Linked DNA regions of Sus scrofa: region 1 is linked to region 2. A link is a contact called in public Hi-C data. All regions are on one chromosome and are shown on one strand. Each heading gives the region's core, a stretch centred on a gene start, on an enhancer-like site or on the middle of the called end of the contact. The rest is flanking DNA. Distances are from core to core; before and after follow the strand shown. Region 1 holds the start of PSTPIP2 (proline-serine-threonine phosphatase-interacting protein 2). Region 2 overlaps EPG5 (ectopic P granules protein 5 homolog).

What was found. Hi-C and Micro-C count contacts between places; a contact is called where the count stands out from the background.
Region 1: a contact with region 2 is called in a Hi-C map of skeletal muscle, with 5 times the contacts expected there. The contact joins the promoter of PSTPIP2 here to the enhancer-like site in region 2. A contact is called at or near these places in 1 of 5 promoter capture datasets (fetal skeletal muscle), 26 of 47 Hi-C or Micro-C datasets (alveolar macrophages, blood, brain and 13 more) and 2 of 2 datasets of contacts at active chromatin or transcription factors (alveolar macrophages and skeletal muscle).

What each region holds. Positions count from the first base shown.
Region 1 is chr1:95,726,069-95,732,395 of Sscrofa11.1, forward strand. PSTPIP2 (proline-serine-threonine phosphatase-interacting protein 2) reads right to left here and starts at 1,759. Exons shown (of 14, transcript XM_021092533.1): 1 at 1,621-1,759. The coding sequence starts at 1,653.
Region 2 is chr1:95,591,742-95,598,124 of Sscrofa11.1, forward strand. It overlaps EPG5 (ectopic P granules protein 5 homolog), which reads right to left. Exons shown (of 44, transcript XM_021092525.1): 4 at 6,353-6,383; 5 at 4,315-4,422; 6 at 2,922-2,995; 7 at 1,011-1,116. Among named protein-coding and RNA genes, the nearest start is that of EPG5, 22 kb to the right of the region's middle. Within about 2 kb of position 2,125, at least 2 of the 83 cell types and tissues checked have an H3K27ac peak or open chromatin away from gene starts, as enhancers often do. A contact at or near this core is called in fetal skeletal muscle and skeletal muscle, where this site is marked.

The sequences.
Region 1 (6,327 bases), core at 509-3,008, 130 kb after region 2:
AGGGGCAGGGGCACTGAAAGCCAGCACAATACCTGTCCATGAGGTGCTCACATGCTTGTAGGCCCCCAATCTCAAAACCAGAAACTGACAAATGCTATGAAAGAACAGAACATGTGCTTATGGGGGCACCATCACGAAAGGCTTCTCTAAAGAAGGCAGAGGCCTGAAAACTGTGTGTCACATTTTGAGGTGAAAAAGGTAGGTCTTTCTGCCCTGCTTCCCCCCCCACCACCACCACCACCCTGTTACCTAGTCAGGGGACCCCAAAGTCCTATATTCTACACAAATAACTCCCAAGCCTTCTGGAGGGGCCAGCTGCCAGGCTGTTTACCATTTTTGTTTGGTTGGTTGGTTTTTGGGGTGTTTGTTGTTTTGGGTTTTTTTTGTTTTGTTTTGTTTTGTTTGTCTTTTGTCTTTTGTCCTTTTACGGCCGCACCCAGGGCATATGGAGGTTTCAAGGCTAGGGGTCTAATTGGAGCTACAGCTGCCAGCCTACACCACAGCCACAGCAACAACAGATCCGAGCCGTGCATGTGACCTACACCACGGCTCATGGCAACGCTGGATTCTGAACCCACTGATCCAGGCCAGGGATTAAACCCGCAACCTCATGGTTTAGGATTCACTTCCACTGCACCACGACGGGAACTCCATGTTTATCATCTTTGTGAAGCTTCCACCGCTCTGTACCCTACAGGTGGCCAGTGCCCCAGAAGAATCTCAAAAACTCCAGAAAAAGGGGCCTCATAAGGCAAGGTCTAAACTGTGTCCTGGAGGCTACAGGGCCAGGTTTCTCCACCCATAGAGGGCAGAGACCTGCTGGACAGCTATGAAGCTAAAAGGGGGCGAGCAGCGTCCCAAGAAAGAGATGGGGCCCTGTGGCAGCAGTAAGTCAATCTTGAGACATCCTGCTTCTGCCTTAAAGGGATGAGGGTGGTTTCTCCGAATGAGGGGTTACCAACTCTTTCGGGAGTGAGAAGACAGGAGGGAAGAGGCTGGACAGAGGGAGAGGGCAGGCGGACCTGCTGCCTCCTGGCTGGGCTCCATCCTCCGGCTCGGATACCCTGACCAGCTCGCAGGGTTTCACACACGCACCCGCGGGGGCAAAGGCCGGGAGGCGCTCAGGAAACCCGGCTTCAGGACCCGGCAAAGCTTCTGCTAGAGAATCTCTCTATGGTCTGCAGGGGGAAGTCAGGCGCTACCGAGGCCCGGACAGGCTGTGGACCTGGAAAAGTCGACCAGACCCGCGAAGCCCACCCCAGGTTCTCCACCCCACGTGCCCCCAATCCGCTCACGGCGCAGCCTCGGGGGCCACCAGCGACTCTCCCCTGGAGGGTGGCTTCTCCTTTTGGGTCTCGGTTTCCCCAAGAGTGATATGCGGGAGGAATGTCCCGACTCTAAGGTGGCTTCGGCTACACCCAGCCAGCGTGTCCAGGAGCGCGGGCGGCCCAAAGAGGAGCCTGGGGACCCGCGGGCGTGCAGGGGCTGGGGACAGGGCAAAGGGGACGCAGAGGCGCGTCCGCTCAGGTTCTGCCCGCGAGCACCTGACAGGGGGCCAAGGTTCCCCTCAGAGTCCTGGCTCCCGAGCCCGACGTTGGACCACCGGCCCCGCGGACTTACCCAAAAATTCCCCTTGAACAGTGAGCCCGTCATGGCCGGCGCGCGGGGAGCAGGGCAAGTACAGCCGGAGCAGGCGCGCGGGGACCGGACTGTCACAGGCAGTGGACGCCGCTGCCAGACCAGGGATCTAGGCCACGCCCCCGCCGCCGCTTGCCCCGCCCCGCACCCAGCGCCCCGCACCCAGCGCCCCGCACCCAGCGCCCCGCACCCAGCGCCCCGCACCCAGCGCCCCGCACCCAGCGCCCCGCACCCAGCGCCCCGCACCCAGCGCTGCGCGGAGCGGAATGGAGTCGCGGCCCGCAGATTGGAGCTCCGCAGTCAGGCATCAGTTAGTTAGTCCTACATCCCTCTCCTTCGCGAGGCCTTTGAGGATCGGTCCTGTCGCCTCCCCGAATTAGGCCCCATTCCTGCCCACAGCCCCCTTTTCCCTCGACCCAGCTCCTCGCGGAGAAACCCAGGCTCAGCGTGGTGGTTGAAGGAGTCCCTTCCGGATCACAGGTGATCTCGGGGTCCCCACGTCGGATCTGTGAAGCTTGAGCCCTGACAATGCCAGCGGCCGCGTCAAGTGTGCACGCACGCTTCAGCAAGTTAAGTGCAGGATCCCTGAGGGGCCACAGATAAGCCCCTGGGCACATTTTAGTCTAAAAGACATGGAAAAGTCATTGATACCGTTTCCCCTTGACTCCAGGTCCCTCAGTGAGATCCTTACAAGGTGTCTGGGAACTCAGCTCCTTCCCGATCTTTCCCCATTCTCAGGATCCAGACCTAAGACTATTCTCCACCAATCCCACTCCAACAGTAAGAGCCCGAACTTTCCTCTTCCTCCACGCTGCCTCATAAACACCCTCATAAACATAATCCAAGGCAAGTCATCCCTGCATTGTAGTAATATGGCACTCTGGGACAAGTATGGCTCTGTGCTATACTTTCTGATTCAAAACTGAGGCACAAAAAGGCTGATTGCCTTGCCCAAGATCACAGCATATTTAAAAGATGAACAGCTCTGCCCTTCTAAACAGGACAGGAGCCAAAGAGGTCACTCCTGGGACAGATCCACTTAAGGAGAGAAGGATGAAAGTCAAGAATGCCAAGGAGTCCCTGCTGTTGCTCAGTAGTAATGAACCCAACTAGTAACCATGAGGACATGGGTTCCATCCCTGATCTTGCTCAGCGGGTTAAGGATCTAGAGTTGTCAAGAGCTGTGGAGTAGGTCACAGACACTACTGGGATCTGGCATTGCTATGGCTGTAGTGTAGGCCAGCAGCTATAGCTCAGATTCGACCCCTAACCTGGGAACTTCTGTATGTCACAGGTGCGGCCCTAAAAAGACCAAAAAAAAAAGGTGCAAAAATTGAGTGCTCAAGCCCAGCCCACAACCTCAGGCCTGCAGAGGCAAGTTTTGCTTCCCAGGTTCTAGCTTTCTTCAGACACAGTGAAAAGACAATTGCCAGGGTAGTCTGAAGGACAGCTGTAAGGTTCTGCCTGGTAATACCACCCCTAATCCCCACTCCCTCACCCTCACCCCAAGCCCCACCCTGTTTGTAGTAAAATCCCACAGTAGAGTCATCCTCAACAACAAAGATGAGAAGTAGCCTCCAGCTTTGCCTGGGTCACTCAAAGGACATACATCCATTCATCTGGTTGTTCATCTCCTTGCAAAGCAGTCCAGTTAGAAGAAAGAAAGGGAAGCCTGGCAGCACCATCAGAAGCAACAGAGGCCACAGTGGGCACAAGAAGACAAGCTAAACAGCAGGAGTAAGAAATAATGCCAACTGGGGAAGTGCCACAGACAGCATCAAGATTTTTCCTGGAAGTTTTGAATATCTTGGAAAAAATATTTTAAGTACAATTCTAATTGCTAAGTTTTCATTTTTAACATTTTAAAAAATCTCTCATGGGAGTTCCCGTAGTGGCTCAGTGGCTAATGAATCCGACTAGGAACCATGAGGTTGCAGGTTCAATCCCTGGCCTCATTCAGTGGGTTAAAGATCCAGCGTTGCCTTGAGCTGTGGTATAGGTCACAGACACAGCTTGGACTCTGGTGAAGGTCGGCGGCTATAGCTCCGATTAGACCCCTAGCCTGGGAACCTCCATATGCCGTGGGTATGGCCCTAGAAAAGGCAAAAAGACAAAAAAATAAAAACCTTTCATGGTACATAGTGCTTGATTTGCCTGCCTCAGACCTCAAAGATCCCTGAATTTTAACTCTCTTCTACCACCTGGTGGTAATATTGTAAATTGCAAGTGTTTGTCCACGCTTCCAGAAAATATTCCTTATTCATTCCTCATTTACTAAGCTCATCACCTGGACAGGTGTTGTTAGTAAAAAGACAAGTAATATGTGGAACACACCCTCACACCATGCACAAAAATAAACTCAAAACAGTTTAAAGAGAAACATAAGACAAGACACCATAAAACTAGAAGAGAACATATGCAAAACACTCTGACATAAAGCTTACAAATATTTTCTCAGGTCAGTCTCCCAAGGTAAAAGAAATAAAAACAAAAATAAACCAATGGGACCTAATCAAACTGACAAGCTTTTACACAGCAAAGGAAACCATTAAAAAAAAAACAACCTATGGAATGGGAGAAAATAGTTTCAAACGATGAAACTGACAAGGGCTTAATCTCTAAAATATACAATTTATACAGCTCGACAGCAAAGAAGCCAACAACCCAATTGAAAAATGGGCAGGGAGTTCCCGTCGTGGCACAGTGGTTAATGAATCCGACTAGGAACCATGATGTTGTGGGTTCCATCCCTGGCCTTGCTCAGTGGGTTAAGGATCTGGCATTGCCGTGAGCTGTGGTATAGGTTGCAGACACGGCTGGGATCCCACGTTGCTGTGGCTCTGGTGTAGACCGGTGGCTCCAGCTCCGATTAGACCCCTAGTCTGGGAACCTCCATATGCTGCGGGAGCGGCCCTAGGAAAGGCAAAAAGACAAAAAAAAAAAAAAAAAAAAAAAAAAGAAGAAAGAAAGAAAAGAAAAATGGGCAAAAGACCTGAATAGACATTTCTCCAAAGAACATATACAGATGGCCAAGAAGCACATAAAAAATGCTCAACATTACTGATTATTAGAGAAATGCAAATCAAAACTACTATGAAGTACCACTTCACACCTGGCAGAATGGCCACCATTAATAGTAAGTCCACAAATAACAAATGCTGGAGAGGGTGTGGAGAAAAGGGAAATCTCCTGCACTGTTGGTGGGAATGTAAAATGGTACAACCACTATGGAAAACAGTATGGCAGTACCTCAGAAAACTATATATAGAACTACCATATGACCCAGCAATCCCACTCTTGGGCATATATCCAGGCAAAACTTTCTTTGAAAAAGATACATGCACCCATATGTTCACTGCAGCACTATTCGCAATAGCCAAGACATGGAAACAACCTAAAGGTCCATCAACATATGAATGGATTAAGAAGATGTGGTGTATATATACACAATACAATACTACTCAGCCGTAAAAAAGAACAAAATAATGCCATTTACAGCAACATGGATGGAACTAGAGACTCTCATACTAAGTGAAGTTAGTCAGAAAGACAAATACCATATGGTATCACTTATATCTGGAATCTAACATGTGGCACAAATGAACCTTTCCACAGAAAAGAAAATCATGGACATGGAGAACAGACCAAGGGGGAAATGGAGAGAGTGGGATGGACTGGGAATTTGGGGTTAATAGATGCAAACTATTGCCTTTGGAATGGATAAGCAATGAGATACTGCTATATAGCACTAGGGACTATATCTAGTCATTTATGATGTAGTATGATAATGTGAGAAAAAAGAACATATATTTATGTGTGACCTTGCTGTATGGTAGAACATTGACAGAACACTAAACCACCTATAATGGAAAAAAATTAAAATCATTTAAAAAAAAAGACAAGTAATATGTGCACTACAGCCAAACGTCTATAACAAATTTGGGACCTTTTACTAATGAAGTTAAATGATACTACTGCAAAAATTATGGGATAATGCAATTTAATAATCAGTACATATAAGGAAGTCACTGTTAATATTTTGGCATTATCTCTTCCAATAATATAAATTTGCATAATTAAGCACTTAATATTTCATTAGTATTTTCTAAATTTTATCTTTTGCTTCCCTAGGTATATGGAAATTTCCAGGCTAGGAATCAAATCAGAGCTGCAGCTGCTGGCCTCTTCCACAGCTATAGAAACACGGGATCTGAGCCTTGTCTGTGACCTACACCACAGTTCATGGCAATGCTGGATCCTTAACCCACTGAGCAAGGCAAGGGATCGAACCCACATCCTCATGGGGTTTGTTACTACTAAGCCACAACGGAAACTCCTAAATTTAATACATGTTTCCTAAGAAAAAGCTTGATAGCACATAGTACTGGCCAAATAGAACAGACACTCTTTCATGTAAAAATTGAAACTCTCTGTGGAGAGAAATTTGCCCATGTCAAATCAGAAATACTCCTATATTTTGACCCAACCCTCCCATGTTGAAGATTTACATGCAAAGTGAAAATGTATACACTTACTTACAGCAGCATGGTTATTCTAGCAAAAGATTTGAAAGAATTGAATATCACCAGTGCAGAACTAGCTCAAAAATTGTGAAGTATCTACACAATGAAATCATATTTAAGCATTAAAAAAGTGAAGAAGCTCTGTGCTTTCATATGGAACAATTCA
Region 2 (6,383 bases), core at 875-3,374:
AAGTTTTGTTGTCAATTAGTGGCACTGAAAAAAGAAAAAACGTAACAGCAGTCATACACAGGGGAAAGAGCTGGAGATTTTTGTTTGATACAGAGCACTGTAGTCTTCTTAGAAAGCAAACTGATTTGTGTCCTAAGATATGCCACATTCAAAAGGGAATACTGTAAAAAGATACGGAGATCCCGAATTAATTATCACCTCAACTTCAACAAAGGACTAGTGCAATTCACTCATAATTTCCTGAAGCCACTCATTTTTACCTCTTACATGACCTAAATGGCTAACAAACAAGGGCCTCAGAGATCCCTACTAGTAGGGCAATAGTTCCCAGCTCCAGCTGTATATGAGAAGCACCAGGGAGGCTCTTAAACATTTGGATGTCTGGTTGTGAGCCCAAGCAAGGTTTTTAAGTTGCCCAGGTGGTTCTAATAGACGGCCAGTATCAAGATCCACTGACATGGACATCCACAGTGCCTTCTGTCCCCTCGGCCTTGGAAGAATAGAAAATAGAAATTTATCTTCTATCTTCCAAATGAGAAGATCTAGAAGAGACGTTTGTAAGCATTAAGGCAGAACCTTGTAAGCTCCAGCTCTTTAGACTTGAGAGAATTTGAAGATTAGACCTCAAGTCCCAAAAATTATACCTACGTAAAAGGAAATCTTAATAGAAAGTGTGCACAATATGTAAATACTTCCAGGTTCCAAACTCTCCCAGCTGCACAGGGAGACAGACTAGAGAAGGGCAGCGGCATCAACACAGGCTCAGAGCACAGGTTCCAGAGGCTCCACATTTAATGACCATGTGATGTGGGACAAAGTCCCTCACCCCTGCCTCACACCTGTTTCCTCATCTCTAAAATGGGGGTGACAACAGTACTCATCTTGTGGGGCTGCCAAGAATTAAAAAAAAAAAAGGGCTGATATGTGAAAAGTGCTTAGAGCAATATTTGGCACATAAAAAGAGGAGTTCAGACATGATGCATCTAAATGCTGCAAACATGACACCTCACCTCTTCTCCTCCCTCGTCTACTAGTGTCCACGTCCCTGACGCAGGCCCTGAGGAGGATGGCTTCCGCTCACTGGGCTTCATGTGGCACAGAAATTCTGCTCGGTTTCTACAGGACAGGGAAAATCACTCCAATCAAAATATAAACATAGAAAGCCCAATAGATCATCTACTCACCGTGAAGAAGAGTCAGACATCAACCTGATTTTCAAAAGGTTTGAGTTAGTAAACAAGAAATAGAAAGCGGCTAAAACTCAAGGAGACCCACGCTTCACTAATTGTGGCATACAGACCATGGCCACTCTGAGTCCTAATGACAAGGAGCCAAAGAGAAGTGGTTATGCTAGCACAGTGCCGCACGCCGAGGCCTCAGGACACACAGGATGGCCACAGTCTAATCAGCTCACAAAGTGTTTAGGAAACATGCTTTACTGAATAAAAAAGGATAACCCCCAGATAATGCAGCAGCTGGTTCAGGGAATAAAAGCACATCTAAACACCATGGGTAAGAGCAGCGCCCTGTTCCTGGCAGTTAGAGAGAGGAATCTGGGGGGTGCCAGGCTTTCACAAAGTGTTGGCTGGACCTGACAAAAGCAAATAATGAGAGAAGTTTCTTCTGAGATCACCACCTGGTTCTCAGCACCCTGTTGCTCTCTGGCCTGACTCCCAAAATTCATCCATTCCCTCCTTTCCCCAGGAGCTCTCCTCGGGACTCCCTGCTCCAGAGCCCTGCCAGCCTGGCTCCAGCCATGTAGCTCCAAGTGTCCATCGGGAGCTGTCACTAGCTATGCACACTTGCAAGCCCCAATGACCTAAATTTACCTCCTTCCCTAACAGCTGTCCTTTCTGTCTTTTTGGTCTGTTAGAGCTGCCAACACCCTCTCAGTCACACAGACTCCGAGGCTACAGAGTTAAGGCTGAGCCACTCCTTTCCCGTCTTTTCCTTATTTAATCAGCTACTTAATCCTTTCCTTCCAGGTCCCCACAGTCTCCTTCCCATGACCATCACCCCATTTCAGGCTTAGAGGCAAAGAGGCTTTCCCAGACCAAGAGCCAGTGGTAGTAACACAGTTCAAGGTCACCTAGACACAGTGGCCTTCTCCCCCATTTAAGGATGTGTCCTCTCCATGCTGGGTTGGGTTCCAGGGCTGGGAGAGCCAGGCGTCTGCAATTGTACTTCCGTGAAGCTGAAGCACATCTTCTTCTGCCTCCAATCCAGCCCAATCTTCCCTAAGGACAACTTTTACCCTTGTTCAAAACCCTCAATTACTACAAAGGCCGGACCATCTCAAATCTGTGTCTCAATTTCAAGGGCTTCTATAATCCAGCTCTTGCCAGTTGTTCAGCTTTATTACCACTCCCCCCACACACCCTTTCCCTCCAGCCAAGCTGATCTTCTGCCTGCCCCACACGGCTCCTTCCCACACTCTGGGCCACTGCTCCCTGCCCTCCTTCCGCCAAAATTGGTTCCACTCTTCAAACCCAGCTCACCCACCTGGAACCCTTGACAACTCCTCTCTACTCTCTTCATTTCTACTGGGTTAGTCGCAGCTTCAGACAACTTAGCGCTTGAATCTCTTTATGCCTTTTTTTTTTTTTTTCTCCTCTGCCACTAAATCTCTCCTTCTAAGGAAAAGGTCATCCCTTTTTCCTTCCCACAGCACCACAATGACATGTATGACAGGAGTGCAAATCTACTAAAAAAGGGAACCCCAAAAATGTGACTCATTTACACATAAGCAGTTAATAGGTTCATTCTGGGACAAAGAGTATTCAACCCAAAGAAAATCTTCAGTGTTAAATTCTAGAATACTGACTCTTCCATGAGCACTTGTTGGGATGTGGGCAGTTTAGGAAGTCAATCGTTTGACAGAACATTTTAACTTCTACTTTACGAAGCTCTTTGACACTTACTTGACAGGAGACATTAGCAGGGCAAGGGACTGCATAAAATGAAAGACCCCTGAGGGGTTATTCAACACTCGGATCTGAAATCAGAAAAGGAAAAGGCATAGTGTAGAAAACCAACAATCCAAGTATCCACAGTCTTAGTTCACCAGCATTCTGACAAAAGGAGCTACTAAGAAAACAAAGATGAGAGTTCCCATCGTGGTGCAGTGGAAATGAATCCAACTAGGAACCATGAGGTTGCAGGTTCAATTCCTGTCCTCACTCAGGGGGTTAAGGATCCGGCATTGCCGTGAGCTGTGGTGTAGGTCTCAGATGCGGCTGGGATCTGGTGTTGCTGTGGCTATGGCGTAGGCCAGCGGCAACAGCTCCGATTAGACCTGGGAACCTCCATATACTGCAGGTGTGGCCTAAAAAAAGGACAAAAGACAAAAAAAGAAAAAGAAAAAAGAAAACAAAGATGGGACTGGCACCTCATCCACAAAAGTGAGAACACCTTGTGGGCTACCTGGCAGTACTGACTGGCCTGTACTCAAGGAGTAGAGAAAGCTGAGCCATTTACCTCAATCACCTAGCACAATATAGAAAGGAGGATCATACTGCTATTTTAATCCAAAGATTTAAAAAAAAAATCTTTCTTCTAACTAAAAAGATTCAAACTTCTTGCCACCAAAAACACTAAAGAATAGGTAACATGAAGTTGACCTTGGCATACATTTGGCTCCTATCCATTCATCTGAGGGTTGCTATGAGTAACAATACAACCCAAAGGCAAGCAGCAAAGAGGAGAAACTATAAACCATATAATCAATGCCTAAGGTGATTATATGAGAGCTGATCACAGAGGTGAAATCTCTGCTAGTATTAAGAACTTTGATCTGGCGGGGGGGGGGGGGGGGTCTCTTTTTTTTTTTTTTTTTGCCACACCTATGGTATGCAGAAGTTCCCCAGGCCAGGGATAGAACCCGTGCCATAGCAGTGACAATGCCAGATCCTTAACCCACTGTGGCACCAAGGAACTCCCCTCATAGTTTCTTTTTTATCTGCACCAACTGCAGTGTGAGATGGAACTGATTTAGGACGCTGTGTTGAGTATTAGAGAAAAAAATCCTAGCAAGCCTTCCCGCACAGAAATTTTACAAAATTAGATACTACTGAACCCACGAAGTCAGACTACAATAGACTTCTGCACTCCTATCTTAATTTCATCAATTTTGGGTGGTCCAAGAAGTTACAGCATAATAACTCCTACAAATATATGTTTAATATATTCTAATAATTTTATAATAAATATCAGTATTTTTTAAGTAGGCTTATTTTTTTAAAGCAATTTCTTCAGGAAAAATATTTAACAAAATCCACCCCATCCTCCTGAAAATGAGAAGGCTATTCATCATACCTGGATGAAAGGAACAGCCCATTTACTAACACCAGCCGGGCATCGAAGAATATGGTTTAGAAGGAAGAGGTGATCTCCAGGACAGCCAACTCTTTGTAACACTGATACCTGAACAACAAAGGATGTAGAGTTTTACTTTTTTTTTTTGTTTGGTCTTTTTGTCTTTTTAGGCCCTTACCCACAGCATATGGAGGATCCCAGGATAAGGGTCAAATTGGAGCTGTAGCCACCGGCCTCCGCCAGAGCCACAGCAACACGGGATCCTGGCTGCATCTGAGACCTACACCACAACTCACAGCAATGCCAGATCCTTAACCCACTGAGCGAGACCAGGGATCAAACCTAGCATCTTCATGAATGCTAGTCGGGTTCGCTAACCACTGTGCCATGATGGGAACTCCTGGAGTTTTACTATTTATAAAGATGAATGTATCCAGGGGTCTAGAGAAATCACTTAAATACATGTGCTCTTTCAAAAGAATAACCAGGGGAGTTCCCATTATGGTGCAGTGGAAATTAATCCGACTAGGAACCTTGAGTTTGCAGGTTCGATCCCTGGCCTCGCTCACTGGGTTAAGGCTCTCGAGTTGCCATGAGCTGTGGTGTAGGTCACAGACACGGCTCGGATCTGGTGTTGCTGTGGCTCTGGCATAGGCTGGTGGCTACAGCTCTGATTTGACCCCTAGCCTGGGAACCTCCATATGCCTCGGGTGCGGCCCTAAAAGGACAAAAAGACAAAAAAAAAGAGTAACCAGACATAAGATATACCACTGACTGGTTGGGTTTCTAACAGAGGCCTATGAATATATGAGTCTAGGATAAAAATATCCTAAGTGGTTTCTCTGCAAACCCACTCTTCATTATCTGGCAAATTACAAATGTTCCTGGCTATATGTGAATAGATAAAAGTCAAGTACTTTAATCTATTCCCAGTTTATAGTTTGTTAAATCCAAGTAAGTATGCTTAGAACCCCAAGCCATATCTAAGAACTCTAGCATGAGCATAGAAAAAGTAACCAAGGCGACCCCTTTGAGAAACGTAACTTCTCCCTCCATAACACATCTAATATCTTTCCTAATTTTCCAAATCCTAATTCCTTTCCTTTTTTTTCCCCTTAAAAACAATTTTTTTTTTTTTGCTGTTTAGGGCCAAACCTGTGGCACATTTAAGTTCCCAGGCTAGGGGTCAAATCAGAGCTACAGATGCCGGCCTACACCACAGCCACAGCAATGCGGGATCCAAGCCGTGTCTGTGACCTACACCACAGCTCATGGCAATGCCAGATCCCCAACCCACTGAGCGAGGCCAGGGATCAAACCCCTTATCCTCATGGATCCTAGTAAGGTTCATTAAACACTGAGCCACAAAAGGAACTCCAAAAAAAAAAAATTTTTTTTTAAGTATGACTACTAAGTGCAGCATTAAACATAAAGTGATAAAAAAACAACTTTTAGCTCACATGCCTATATCATGAATACATAGCTAGCATTAAATTTAGCATGCTTCCCATATCTTCCTTTCCTCCTAAGTTGGAGGCTAGAGATCATTTAACATAAAGTTTACCAGCAGGAAAGGAACTGTTTGCTTAATAGTGCACTAGATAAGGATAACTTTATTTCCGTGTGTCAGTCATGAACAAAGAAAATGTCACTAACACATTAAATGAATTAGCTGAAGAAGCTGTTGCAGAAAAAGCTATCAGGAGGAGTTCTGATTGTGGCTCAACAGAAACAAATCCAACTAGTATCCATGAGGATGCGGGTTCAATCCCTGGGCTCACTCAGTGGATCGGCTTTGCCATGAGCAGTGGTGTAGGTCACAGATGTGGCTCGGATCTGGCACTGCTGTGGCTGTGGTGTAGGCCGATAGCTGCAGCTCCAATTCAATCCCAAGCCTGGAAATTTCTGTATGCCACAGGTGCGGCCCTAAAAAGACAAAAAAAAGAGAGAGAGAGAGAAAGCTATAAGGAAATAAGAGAAATCTTAAATTATCTGGGAAATAATAGAAAGACTTCTATAACTATTTCTGCTTTCTTACCAATTTCTGAAGCCATAGGAGAATATCGTCA